3 separate regions of the Mus musculus genome follow, and regions 1 and 3 are each linked to region 2. Evidence: chromatin contacts called from public promoter capture Hi-C data. All regions are on one chromosome and are shown on one strand. The core of a region is the stretch at or near the end of the contact, and the rest is flanking DNA. Distances in the headings are between cores, read along the strand shown.

What was found. Promoter capture Hi-C pulls out the DNA fragments that hold promoters and counts their contacts.
Region 1: a contact with region 2 is called in a promoter capture Hi-C map of stem cell-derived epiblast-like cells, with 4 times the contacts expected there. The contact joins the promoter of Inhbc here to the promoter of Myo1a in region 2. A contact is called at or near these places in 5 of 39 promoter capture datasets (cranial neural crest, hematopoietic stem and progenitor cells, liver and 1 more).
Region 3: a contact with region 2 is called in a promoter capture Hi-C map of stem cell-derived epiblast-like cells, with 3 times the contacts expected there. The contact joins the promoter of R3hdm2 here to the promoter of Myo1a in region 2. A contact is called at or near these places in 2 of 39 promoter capture datasets (liver and stem cell-derived epiblast-like cells).

Annotation. Positions count from the first base shown.
Region 1 is chr10:127,368,924-127,372,506 of GRCm38.p6, forward strand. Inhbc (inhibin beta-C) reads right to left here and starts at 1,625. Exons shown (of 2, transcript NM_010565.4): 1 at 1,158-1,625. The coding sequence starts at 1,473.
Region 2 is chr10:127,702,612-127,706,532 of GRCm38.p6, forward strand. Myo1a (myosin IA) reads left to right here and starts at 2,645. Exons shown (of 27, transcript NM_001081219.2): 1 at 2,645-2,758; 2 at 2,855-2,970; 3 at 3,213-3,307. The coding sequence starts at 2,645.
Region 3 is chr10:127,388,279-127,392,269 of GRCm38.p6, forward strand. It overlaps R3hdm2 (R3H domain containing 2), which reads left to right and starts at 2,033. Exons shown (of 26, transcript NM_001168292.1): 1 at 2,033-2,149.

The sequences.
Region 1 (3,583 bases), core at 375-2,874, 330 kb before region 2:
AGACACTTCAGAGAGTTCCCTTGTGTCTCTCTGCCACGGAAGATGCAGAGGGAAGAGAGTCTTCCTGGACAGGAGCTGAGCCCTCTCTATTTCCTGCTCCTTCCTAGTTCTTGCCATTCTAAAGACTTTATATTATATATTAACCCATTTAAGTCTCTAAGCTATCCTCTCATTATCCTCATTTACGAGTGAGAAAACTGGCTATTAACTACCCAGGTCACTCAGCTAATAAGTGGCTCTGAAAGAATGGGAGCCCAGGCTCGATGGCTGCATAATTTGTGCTGGGTCGTGAGGGGGAAGAAAGTAGGTGCCAATCAGTCAGGGGAAAGCGGCTAGGAGCATGGTGTGGCGCGTGGCACCGTCTTCCAGACCAGAGAGCGAGTGAGCTTGCAATAGCTTTTAAGTCTTCTAAGTTCTCATCTTCTCTCCAGCTCTCTCCGCTATGGAAGTAATTCTTTCTTTATCTTTTATCCGTTGTTTGTTTGTTTTCTAGACAGAATTTCTGTGTGTGGCCTTGGCTGTCCTGGAACTTGCTCTATAGATCAGGCTAGCCTTGAACTCAGAGACCCCCACCTACCTCTGCCTCCCCAGTTGAGTTCTGGCATTAAAGGTGTGCGCCACCACCTCCCAGCTGTAGGCCTGAATTTCTTTACCCTTATCTTTCACACCTCTTTCTGAGTTTTTATTTGACATTGTCTGATGTGAGGACCTGAGGTGCGGAGAGATGTTATAATCTTGGTGTCTTACTTTTTCTCTCTTTACAGACATGGGGTATTCTCGAGGAAGAGGAGGTGATTGATAGATCCTGGAGTCAGAGAAATCACAAACTGCCCAGTAATCGACCCTTGGCCTGGGGACTGGGCAGGCTCACACAGGGAGGGTTATAGATTGGGGGGGGGGGGGGCGAGAAAGAGGAGGGAAGGAGAGAGAGAGAGAGAGAGAGATTTCTAAAGAAGTGAAACCAACAGCTCCCAGCTCCCACCAAGTGAACCTGACCTAACTTAGAGAACCTGAGGCGTAGGAGCCCCCGGGTGCGCAGGCGCAGAGTGTGCAAGCAGGATGTTTTTGGCGAGGATGAAGTCAGAAGCTAACTAGGGAGGAGACTTTCTCCTTCCTAGGGTCAGGTTTGGGGCCAGAGCTACGGACCATGGACCTACCTGTGTCAGCAAAGCTGATGATCTCATATTCTTCTTGTCTCTGGTCATGCTCCAACAGGGTTTCCCGTCGAGGCCCGCGGAGGCGCTGCAGCGCGGTCTTGAGAGCCCCTCTGGACACTGGCCGACTGAGTATGGGGCGCTGGCTGAGGTGCAGCTTGTCCAGGATACTTTTCTTGGCCAAATCGAGAAGCAGCTCCCGCTGGCTCTCCAGGTCAAAGATGGCACCCCAACATGCTGGGCATGGACCCTCAGTTTTGGGGTTCACTACTGTGGTTGGAGTCAGGAACAGAAGAGCCAGGAGCAAGGAGGAGGCCATTGCTGGAGGATAGCCTCCTTAAAGGACCCAAAGCCTATATTCAGGGTCTCAACGGGAGTGGCTTCAACTCTGTCCTGGGCACCAGGGACCCTGGGAGGAATGTGACTGACCTCCGACTGGCATGACTCCTTTTTGTCAGAGATACAGCGGCCAAACATCTGGCGTGAAAAATGAAGCCAGTTCAGGTGGAACTTGGCAGTATTCTCCTGTAGCCAGTGAAAGTACAGAGGGGGTTGTGTGGATTGTTTGAAGAAAGAAATGTCTGCCTCTTGCTTCTGTTGGGAGATTGTTAGCCAAATGAGCTGCCAGACCAGGGGACAAAGGTTAGAGCCTTGCTGTGAAGCCTGGGGGAAAAGTGTTGTGAGCAGCGGTTACTTCAGGGGCTAAGGCTGGATAATCACCAGAAGTCAGGACTTAACAGTCTCAAAAAGAAAAAAAAAATTGTGACTTTTTGTGTGTGCATGGTGTGTGGTTGAGTCAGATTTGCACTCAGCTTGGGTTTACTTTGATCTTGCTATATAGTGGAGGTTGGTTTTGAACTTCTGCATCTGCTTCTCAAATCTGGTCTCACAGGCATGGACTACCGTGTCCAGTTAAGAGGCTGACTTCTTTGTTGTTGCTTGCTTGTTTGTTTTTGAGACTGGATCTCATGGTGTAGCCCTGACTGGCCTGGAACTGGCTATGTAGACCCTCCTAGTCTTGAACTCACAGAGATCTACCTGTGTCTGTCTTGTAAGTGCTGAGAATAAAAGTATATGTCACCACACCTGCTTAAATGGTGACTCTTAAAAAAAAAAAAAAAAAAAAAAGAGGCACTTTAAAGTTTCCTCTTCCTCGCTTCTCCTCCCCACTCCTCCTTCCCCTCCTCCTCCACTTCTCTTTTTCTTTTTCTTTCCTTTTCTTTTCTTTTCTTTTCTTTTCTTTTTTTTGAGACAGGGTTTCCCTATGTATCCCTGGAATTAACTCTATAGACCAGGCCACCTCTGCTTCCCAACTGCTCGGATTTTCCTCCTTAGGGCTTTCAGCCCAACCTTCTTTGTTAGTTCAGGTTGGATTCTGCCCACTAAGTCACAGTTACCATCTGAAAGTTAAGGAAAGGGGAGAGAAAAAGAAATGTCCAAACCAGATGTTCTTAGTGTGTCCCGTCAGAAACATAGGTGGGCGTGTGAGAACTGTTGAGAAAACAATAGGTTTGCAAGCATGTCAGTTTCTTTGGTTGCAATTTACCAAATGATTCTAGTTTCCCCAGATAGCCTGCAAGGCTGTTGGTGATCAACAGTCCTCTTTGCAGAGCCTTATTGAATACAGAGGCCAAGAGCTGACATGGATACAAAGAGTCACCGTGGGTGGTTACATGTTAATAACTCAGCTGGAGAGCTGCTGGAGACTAGGAGAGCCTCTGGGCTGAGCTAGAAGACACAGGATTGCAGGAAAGGGAGAGGACTATCTCTCAATAGATGGAGAGATGGAAATATGGGCCAATGGACGTCTGTACAAGCGGGAACTGTGCTGAGCTGACGTTGTGGGGGATATTCAGGAGTTCTCTGACTATTGGTCCCTTGATGGTGACAAGTTATCTAGACCATCCACCACAGTGTTAGTGTCTGTGTTAGTGACTGTGTAAAGCTCCAACCCTTCTCCCTTAGTGTACTATGGTCACCCAGTTCATGACCCTGATCTTCCGTCTTTCCTTCCTCCCTCCCTCCCTCCCTTTCTTTGTTTTAAAAGATTTACTTATTGTTGTATGTAAGTACACGGTAGCTGTTTTCAGACACCCCAGAAGAGGGCATCCAATCTCATTACAGGTGGTTGTGAGCCAACATATGGTTGCTGGGATTTGAACTCAGAACCTTTGGAAGAACAGTCAGTGTGCTTAACCACTGAGCCATCTCTCCAGCCTGGGCCTGACCTTTCTAATTAAAACTTTTTAAAGCAATTTATTTGTCTAGTGTGAGCCTGTATGTGTCCTGTGCCACAGGAATTTCATGGAGGTCTGTGAACAACTAGAAGTTGTTTCTCTCCATCTACCATGTGTGTACCAGGGATCCAACACTCCCCATTAGGCTTAGAAACACATATCTTTATCTGCAGCGCCATCTTGCCTACTCTC
Region 2 (3,921 bases), core at 1,395-3,894:
ACTATCTAATTTTCCCTGTGCATGCCTCAGGCAGAGGGCCATGATGTTTAAGGATTTTCCTGGGTGGATGAAGGCATGTTTGGGAAATTTGGTTTTATAAGCTTTTACCTGACTGGCAGAACCATTTTCTGCTAGGCTAAACCCAGAAAATATCATGGGGTCTTATTTGTTGTCCTACTGCTGAGACATTATTAAAATTAGAAGTCTCGGAATGTAGGCTGCAGTCTTTCTAAGAAGATCAGGAAGTGTGTCTCGCTCATTGTCCCTCATGTGCCGGCTGTGGAAGTAAGAGAACAGCTGTCACATGAGTTTGGTGTCTGCTTCTGTTATTGACTGAAGGGAGCTTCTGTGTGGCCTAACTCACAGGGACGGGGTTGGGGGGTGGAGGCTGGCATGCGGTGAAACGGATGTCCAGGCAGATGAAAGGAGTCACACCTCTGAATTCAGTGTGTGGGTCGGTATGATGATGTGTCATTCGAGGGGAGGCAAGTGGACGGGGTTTGGGATTTTGTCACTTAGCCTTCCAGGTGATCTGAGTGTACACACACACACACACACACACACACACACACACACACACACGCACACACACACCCCTACACCTGCACAAGCCTGCTTCCACCCATGACTATTTCTTTCTTGGAAAATCTTTTCCTTAGATACAAGTTCCGTTCCTTGTGTTCTTATTTCCAAATACTTGGAACAGTGGGGCATGGACTCTTCTCTATTGGAGCCCTCAGTCAAAGCCAGGCAGATAGGCTTCCCCTAAATGCAGGGAGTCTATGCTTCAGGAGCTTGTGAAGGGTTAAGGGAGCCACACCCTCAGCAGGAACAGCCCTGGACTTTGTGCTGAGCAGCCATCTCTCTGGCCTCTTCTGGCCTGAGTGGCACAGGGAGCCGGGGTGGAGAAGAGCAGCACAGAGGAAGGTCAGACTGAAGACATCTTTGACACCATGGACAGCTCCTGCTAACTAAGCCGCTGCTCCATCTTTGGAATCTGTGGCTCATACCCTTCCCATCAGACTGGGACTTGCTCCCCACCCCCATTCTCCAAGGGGCACCGAAGTACGCCCTTGTTTCTACTGTTGGGTAAGTCCTGCCCTGCCCTGTCACCTTGGGGTGCTCCTTCTGGGATCTGTTTCTTTTTTTCCTTTCTCACCTTCAGATAATCATACTTGTACTCCTCTCAATTCAAACTCAAAGCTGTGTTCCTATACCCTACCTCTGCTTCACACCCTTCCCTGCCAGGTTGCTTCAAAGACTCTGTGTGTGTGTGTGTATGTGTGTGTGTGTGTGTGCTCTCATGTGTGCACGCATGTGATGTGTACTCGCACACGCAGGTGGGAGAGACAGACAAAGACTGGATCTTACTTTGTACTTCAGGCTGGTCTGTGGTTCATTGTGCAGCCCAGGTTGATCTCAAACTTATGGCAATCCTCCTGCCTTGGCCTCCTGAATACTGTGATTACAGGCATAAGCCACCTCGGATGGCTACTTGCCTTTAATCTGAGAAATATGGGCTAATAGTACTATCCACTTCATGGGCTATTATAACTGTCAAGTTACAGTGTTTAGAGCTCTGTCTGTCCTGTGATGAACACTGCGTGTTTTCTAGAGACTGCTATCATCAGTATTCATGTGGTGCCCTAGGTATTTAGGAAGTTACTGGAGCTTGGGGAAACAAAATGAAGGAGAAAGAAGCCTGGATGCCTTCCTTGCCCTGTATGCTGTTCTCGTTCTTCCCCTAGGTTCAGAGAAGCCAGAGAGTGAGGGAATGTGTTGTACTCCTTCTAGGGAGTGGCACTGACCATTGTACTACTTCTGCTGCCCTGCCCACTCAGTCTGCTTGAGGAGAGCTTTTATTTCCTGCAGGAACACCTGCCACATGCTTGCAGCATGTGGCCCAGCCCAGCTCTCCCTGCCCCCAACCCTCAGAGTCCTCCCTGGAGCACTCTCCTTCCCCACTCCCACCAGCTACTAAAAAATGGGGTGTGTCTCTTTGGGCAAAGTCCATGCCAGAAGATGATAGGTATGGTATAAACTGTGAAGATTTTACAACTAAAGACGGAAGCAGGGGAGATAATGAGAGACCTCACAGTTGAGAAAGCCTACCCACTCCCATTTTCCACGGGCAGCTCTGACCTTTTGTTTACATTGCTGATCTCATCACTTTATCCAACATCTAAAAATGAAGTCACTGTGGTAATGGCAAGAAAGAGAGACCTCTTGGAGATGGGAATTGTAGAGGGATTAGGTGACTGAGACAGGGGTTGGATATAAGCACTGGAGCAAGGGGCCAGAGAGAGCGCCCCCCTCAGGAGGGAGGAGGGAGAGCACCTTGAATACCTGGCTGCAGAACAAAGCTTGGCTCACCCTTCTTCCAGCTTTCTCCTTTAAGCACAATTCTGCTCCCCTTCCCCTCAGGTGGGCAGACAGAGGTAGTCCTATCTGATGCCCATCTCACCCTCTACCCCGGGTTCCTCCACCTCCCTGGATGGCCAGGTTGGTCCAGAGACCCTTCTAGTCAGAGGGCTCTCCTGTAGGCCCTTATGCCTCCTTGCCCTCCCACCATGACTTAACTCTTAAGCTGAGCCATCAGCAGCAATTTACAGTGTTCACTCCTAGGACCCTCTAGCCTCTTGGCATGCCTCTCCTGGAAGGTCCCGTGGGGGTGGAAGACCTCATCCTCCTGGAGCCCCTAGATGAGGAGTCTCTGATCAAGAACCTCCAACTCCGTTATGAAAACAAAGAGATTTATGTGAGCTTGCCATGGGAGCCAGGCTGTGGGGGTACCCAGGGGGTTCCAGTATTCCTCCTGCCAGGCTCATCTGTCTCACCCTCCTTCTGACCCCAGACATACATTGGGAATGTGGTGATCTCAATGAACCCCTACGAGCAGCTTCCCATCTATGGACCAGAGTTCATTGCCAAATACCGGGACTATACTTTCTATGAGCTGAAGCCTCACATGTGAGTAAAGGGAACCAGAGGAGGGCTGACAAATGTCCATGAAGCATCCTCCTCTCCCCCTCCCCGGTCTTTCCCCAAAGGAGCTCCTCCAGCATCCCTCTTCCCCTGAGAATCCTTCCTAGACTCAGTTCTTGTCTGATCTGGATCACACGGGGAGGGTGGATGAACCCAGCGCTAAGGATTGGAAGATGATGCCCTTGGGCTGGCCTCACATTGACCACTGACCACTTCCTTCCCACAAGCTATGCTTTGGCAAATGTGGCCTACCAGTCACTGAAGGATCGGGACCGGGACCAGTGTATCCTCATCACAGGCGAGAGTGGAGCTGGCAAGACTGGTGAGGAGGCTCAAGGCTTGGGAGAGACCAGAGATGGTGTCTGGAGTCACCTCCTTATCTCTCCAAGCCAGGCCTGTCCCTGTCCTCTGTCCCCATTACTTCCTCTCTGGTTTTTCTTCCTTATTTTCTTTTTTAGGATTTTTACATTTTTTCTGTCTATATGTATATGACTGAGTGTGTGTATATATTTGCACCACAGACATGCGGGTACCTGCAGAAGGCAAAAGAGGCTGTCAGATCCTCTGGAACTGGAGTTGCAGGTGGTTTTGAGCCACCCAATGTGGGTGCTGGGAACTGAACCTAGGTCTTCTACAAGAGCCTCAAGTAACACATGGCAGTATTTGTGCATGCCCTCAGTCCCAGCACTCTATTTGTGCATGCCCTCAGTCCCAGCACTCTATTTGTGCATGCCCTCAGTCCCAGCACTCTATTTGTGCATGCCCTCAGTCCCAGCACTCTATTTGTGCATGCCCTCAGTCCCAGCACTCTATTTGTGCATGCCCTCAGTCCCAGCACTCAGGAGGCAGCAGCAGGAGGATCTCTGAGTTTGAGGCCAGGCTGGTCTACAGAGCAAGTCCCAGGACAGCCAGGGCTACCCAGAGACAACATCTCCA
Region 3 (3,991 bases), core at 783-3,282, 310 kb before region 2:
GGCTAAGAGCGCTGATTGCTCTTGCAGTGGACCCAGGTTCAATTCCCAGCACCCACATGGCATCTCACAAATGTCTGTAACTTCAGATCCAGAGGATCTGGTACCCTTACATAACATGCAGGCAGAACACCAGTACACATAAAAATAAATCTTTTTTAAAAAAGGATGAGAATGTTAAATTCTTCTCAGTTTAGTTAATGGGAGCCTCCTTGGCTTCTCTGTCCTCTTGGCAGCATCAGGCTCTCAGCACCTCCACAGGCACAGACAGCGTGTTTGCCCATTGTTACCTCTGTACTTCACCTGCCCTGGGCCGGCAGTTAATCACTTCTGAAAGAGTCCTGATCTTTTAGTGGGGAGTAGTTCCTTCACAGGGAGATTACTTCCTTTTCTTTTTAACTATAGATGCTGTAGCTCTATAGCACTGGCTATTTATTTATTTCACGTACATTGGTGTTTTGTCTGCACGTATGTCTGTGCAAGGGTGTCAGTTCCTTTGGAACTGGAGTTACAGTTGTGACCCACCATGTGGGAATTGAACCTGGATTCTCTGGAACAGTAGTTAGTCAGTGCTTTTAACCAGGAAGCCATCTCTCCACCCCCTACTTCTTATTCTTAGCTGCCTATCTATTCTTACTGTTTTCATTTGATAACCCACACATTTGTGTGTATGTGTGTGTGTGTGTGTGTGTATCTCAAAACTGCATATTCTGAGATGTACTCAGGCAGTATAGTATCTCAACTAAATTCCTTCATCAGAGGAAGTGAGTTCTAGGTAGTGCTGATGACTTCTTGGGGATGAGCTGTGTAGGGAAGAGGCCTTGTAGTGTTTTCCCATAAGTGGCTTTTGTGGATGGTGTTTTGTCACAGCAACAGAAAATAACCAGTACTTATTTATATGGTGACATATAAGGTAGGCATAAAGTACCGTGTTCCTACTCTTGGTTTTTTGAGACAGAGGCTGTCCTGAAACTCTCCGTATAGACCAGGCTGGCCTCAAACTCCGAGATCTGCCTGTCTCTGCCTCCTAAATGTTGGGGTTAAAGGCGTGCACCATCACCACCACCATCTGACTGTAGATAGCATTTTCTTTTAGGTTTTATTTTAATTTTATGTGTCTGGGTATTTCACCTACTTGTGTGTCTGTGCACCACTTGTGTGCCTGGTCCCTATGGAGACTAGAGAGCATCAGATGCCCTGAAACTAGAGCTAGAGATGGTTGTAAGCTGCCATGTGAGGGCTAGGAATCAAATCTGGGTCCTCTGGATGAGTGGTGGGTTCTCTTAGCACCTGAGCCATCTTTGCAGCATCCCATCTAGACAGTGCTGGTCTTGAACTCCTGATGTTCCTGCCTCAGCTTCCCAAGCACTGGGATTTTGGTTTACTCAGTTCCACACCTGGCTCAGAAAATATCTCAGTTACCACAGTTACTAACCTGTCAGTTGTATGTATTTCTTCCTTTTATATGGTTGGGTGCACTAAGATTACTGAAGAAATAGCTGCCTGGCAACATAAAAGCACAGATATTAAAAGGAATTACATATCTTCCAACTGTTTCTATTGCTTGGTTAAATTTAGAACCATACAGGGCTTTTGTAGAATTAAAATCCCTGGGGATTTTATAGTTAATAGACAGTATTCAGCTTTTCAGAGTTAGGAATAATATATGTAGCTTCAAAATGATTTTTGTACCGTCACTCACACCATTTAATTAAAACACAGAGACCAAAGCTGGGCGTGGTGGTGCACGCCTTTAATCCCAGCACTGGGGGGGGGGGGGGGGGCAGAGGCAGGCGGATTTCTGAGTTTAAGGCCAGCCTGGTCTACAAAGTGAGTTCCAGGACAGCCAGGGCTACACAGAGAAACCCTGTCTCAAAAAACCAAAAACCCAAAAAAAAAAAAAAAAAAAAAAAAAAAAACCACAGAGACCAGTAAAAAGTCAGAACTGTTCTAAGAATTTTAGTTCACTGCCATGTTGCTGAAAGTGGATTAGAGCCTGGATTTGATGTAGTGAAGGATTCTTTTTCTTTCTCAGGTGCATTGCAAGAGGCGACCCTGTCCTTCCTCAGTGTCTCTCAGCAGTAAACCTGATACAGTTCCTAAGATCCCGCCTGGATGGAGGAGCCAGCACCATATCTGTGCTAGAAATCAGGTAAGCATCACACTGGGGCTTACAGGTAACGCTTGTGATGCTTGGATTGTTTTCGGAGTTCATACAGTTTGAGCAGCAAATAACCTGTGTACCTGTACGGACCATCAACATAAGGAAAGGTAGACTTAAGGAGGGGTACTTTGTTTTTTTTTTCTTTTTGTTTTTTTTTTTTTTTAATATTTATTATATGTAAGTACACTGTAGCTGAACTCAGACACCCAGAAGAGGGCATCAGATCTCATTATGGATGGTTGTGAGCCACCATGTGGTTGCTGGGATTTGAACTCAGGACCTTCAGACAAGCAGTCAGTGCTCTTAGCCACTGAGCCATCTTTCCAGCCGAGGAGGGGTACTTTGAGTACATAATTTAGATTAAGTAGAATTTAAAATAGAAAACTATTCTATAGTAAATATCTTTAGTGCATCATTTGGTAGCAGGGAAAGTAATGCTATTATTGCATAGTAAGACATTCTGGGGATGTTTGAAAGTATAAAACTTCATCATAGATTGAGGAGAAAAATTAATGTAAATAGAATGTTCAATAACATGGTAAAAGTAAAAAAAATAAAATAAGGCTACTTTTTGCTCTTTTAAAAGTTGTTATGGGAATGGAGAGATGGTTCAATGGTTCAAGAGCTAGTTGCTCTTCCAGAGGACCCAGGTTCAATTCCCAGTACCCACACTGCAGTTCACAAATGTCTGTAACAGTTCCAGGGAATCCTACATCTTCACACAGACAGACATATATGCATGTAAATTAAAAATAAATAAGTTATTTTTAAAAAAGTTATAGGGTTTGAATGAATATCACAGCAATTAAGATCACTGTCTATTCCTTAAGACCCAGGCTGCTCACAAAGGTCTATAACTCCAGTTCCAGTGGGTCTGACTCCTTCTTGCCCCTGAAGGCAGTAGTGCATGGACAGGGTGCACAGACACACATGTGGCAAACCATGTGTATACATGAAAAGAATAACAATTTTGGAGGAAAGAAACTGAAGTCCAACTAGAAAACAAAACCTATTATGGACAGTAAGAAACTTTTGCTTGAGCTGGGTGTGGTGGTGCACACCTGTCTCGGGAGGCAGAGGCAGGCGGATTTCTGAGTTTGAGGCCAGCCTGGTCTACAGAGTGAGCTCCAGGACAGCCAGGGCTACACAGAGAAACCCTGTCTCGAAAAACCGAAAAAAAAACAAAACAAAACAAAACAAAAACAAAAAAAAAAAAAGGAAACTTTTGCTTATGTGTATTATATTTATCAATATTGAACCCTATTATGGATTAAAACTAAGAAAAAAATTTTAAATATTGATTCATCAAATGTAACATTCTTCTTATATATTGATAATGTCTGTAACTTTGTGTATACATATATGCATAAGAGTGCATGTGCCTGTGCTCACATGTCTGGAAGCCGGAGGTCAACATTGAGTGTTCGATGTCCTATCCTCCTTCCCTCCCTTTCTGTCTGTCTGTCTTTTTTAGGAATTGTATTTACCAGTGCTTGTGTATGTGTACAAACACGTGTAGGAACTTGGGTTGGCCGGCAGAGGGTGGTAGATTCTCTGGAGCTGGAGTGCGTGCTGTTGTGAGGCACCTGATGTGGATGCTAAACAACAGACTTGCATCCTCTGCAAGAACAACAAGCGTCCTTAGTGGGTGAACCACCTCTCCAGCTCCCCTCTACTCACTCTCTCTCTCTCTCTCTCTCTCTCTCTCTCTCTCTCTCTGTTTTTATGTATGAATACACTGTTGCTGTCTTCAGACACATCAGAAGAGGGCATCAGATCCTGTTATAAGATGGCTGTGAGCCACCACGTGGTTGCTGGGATTTGAACTCA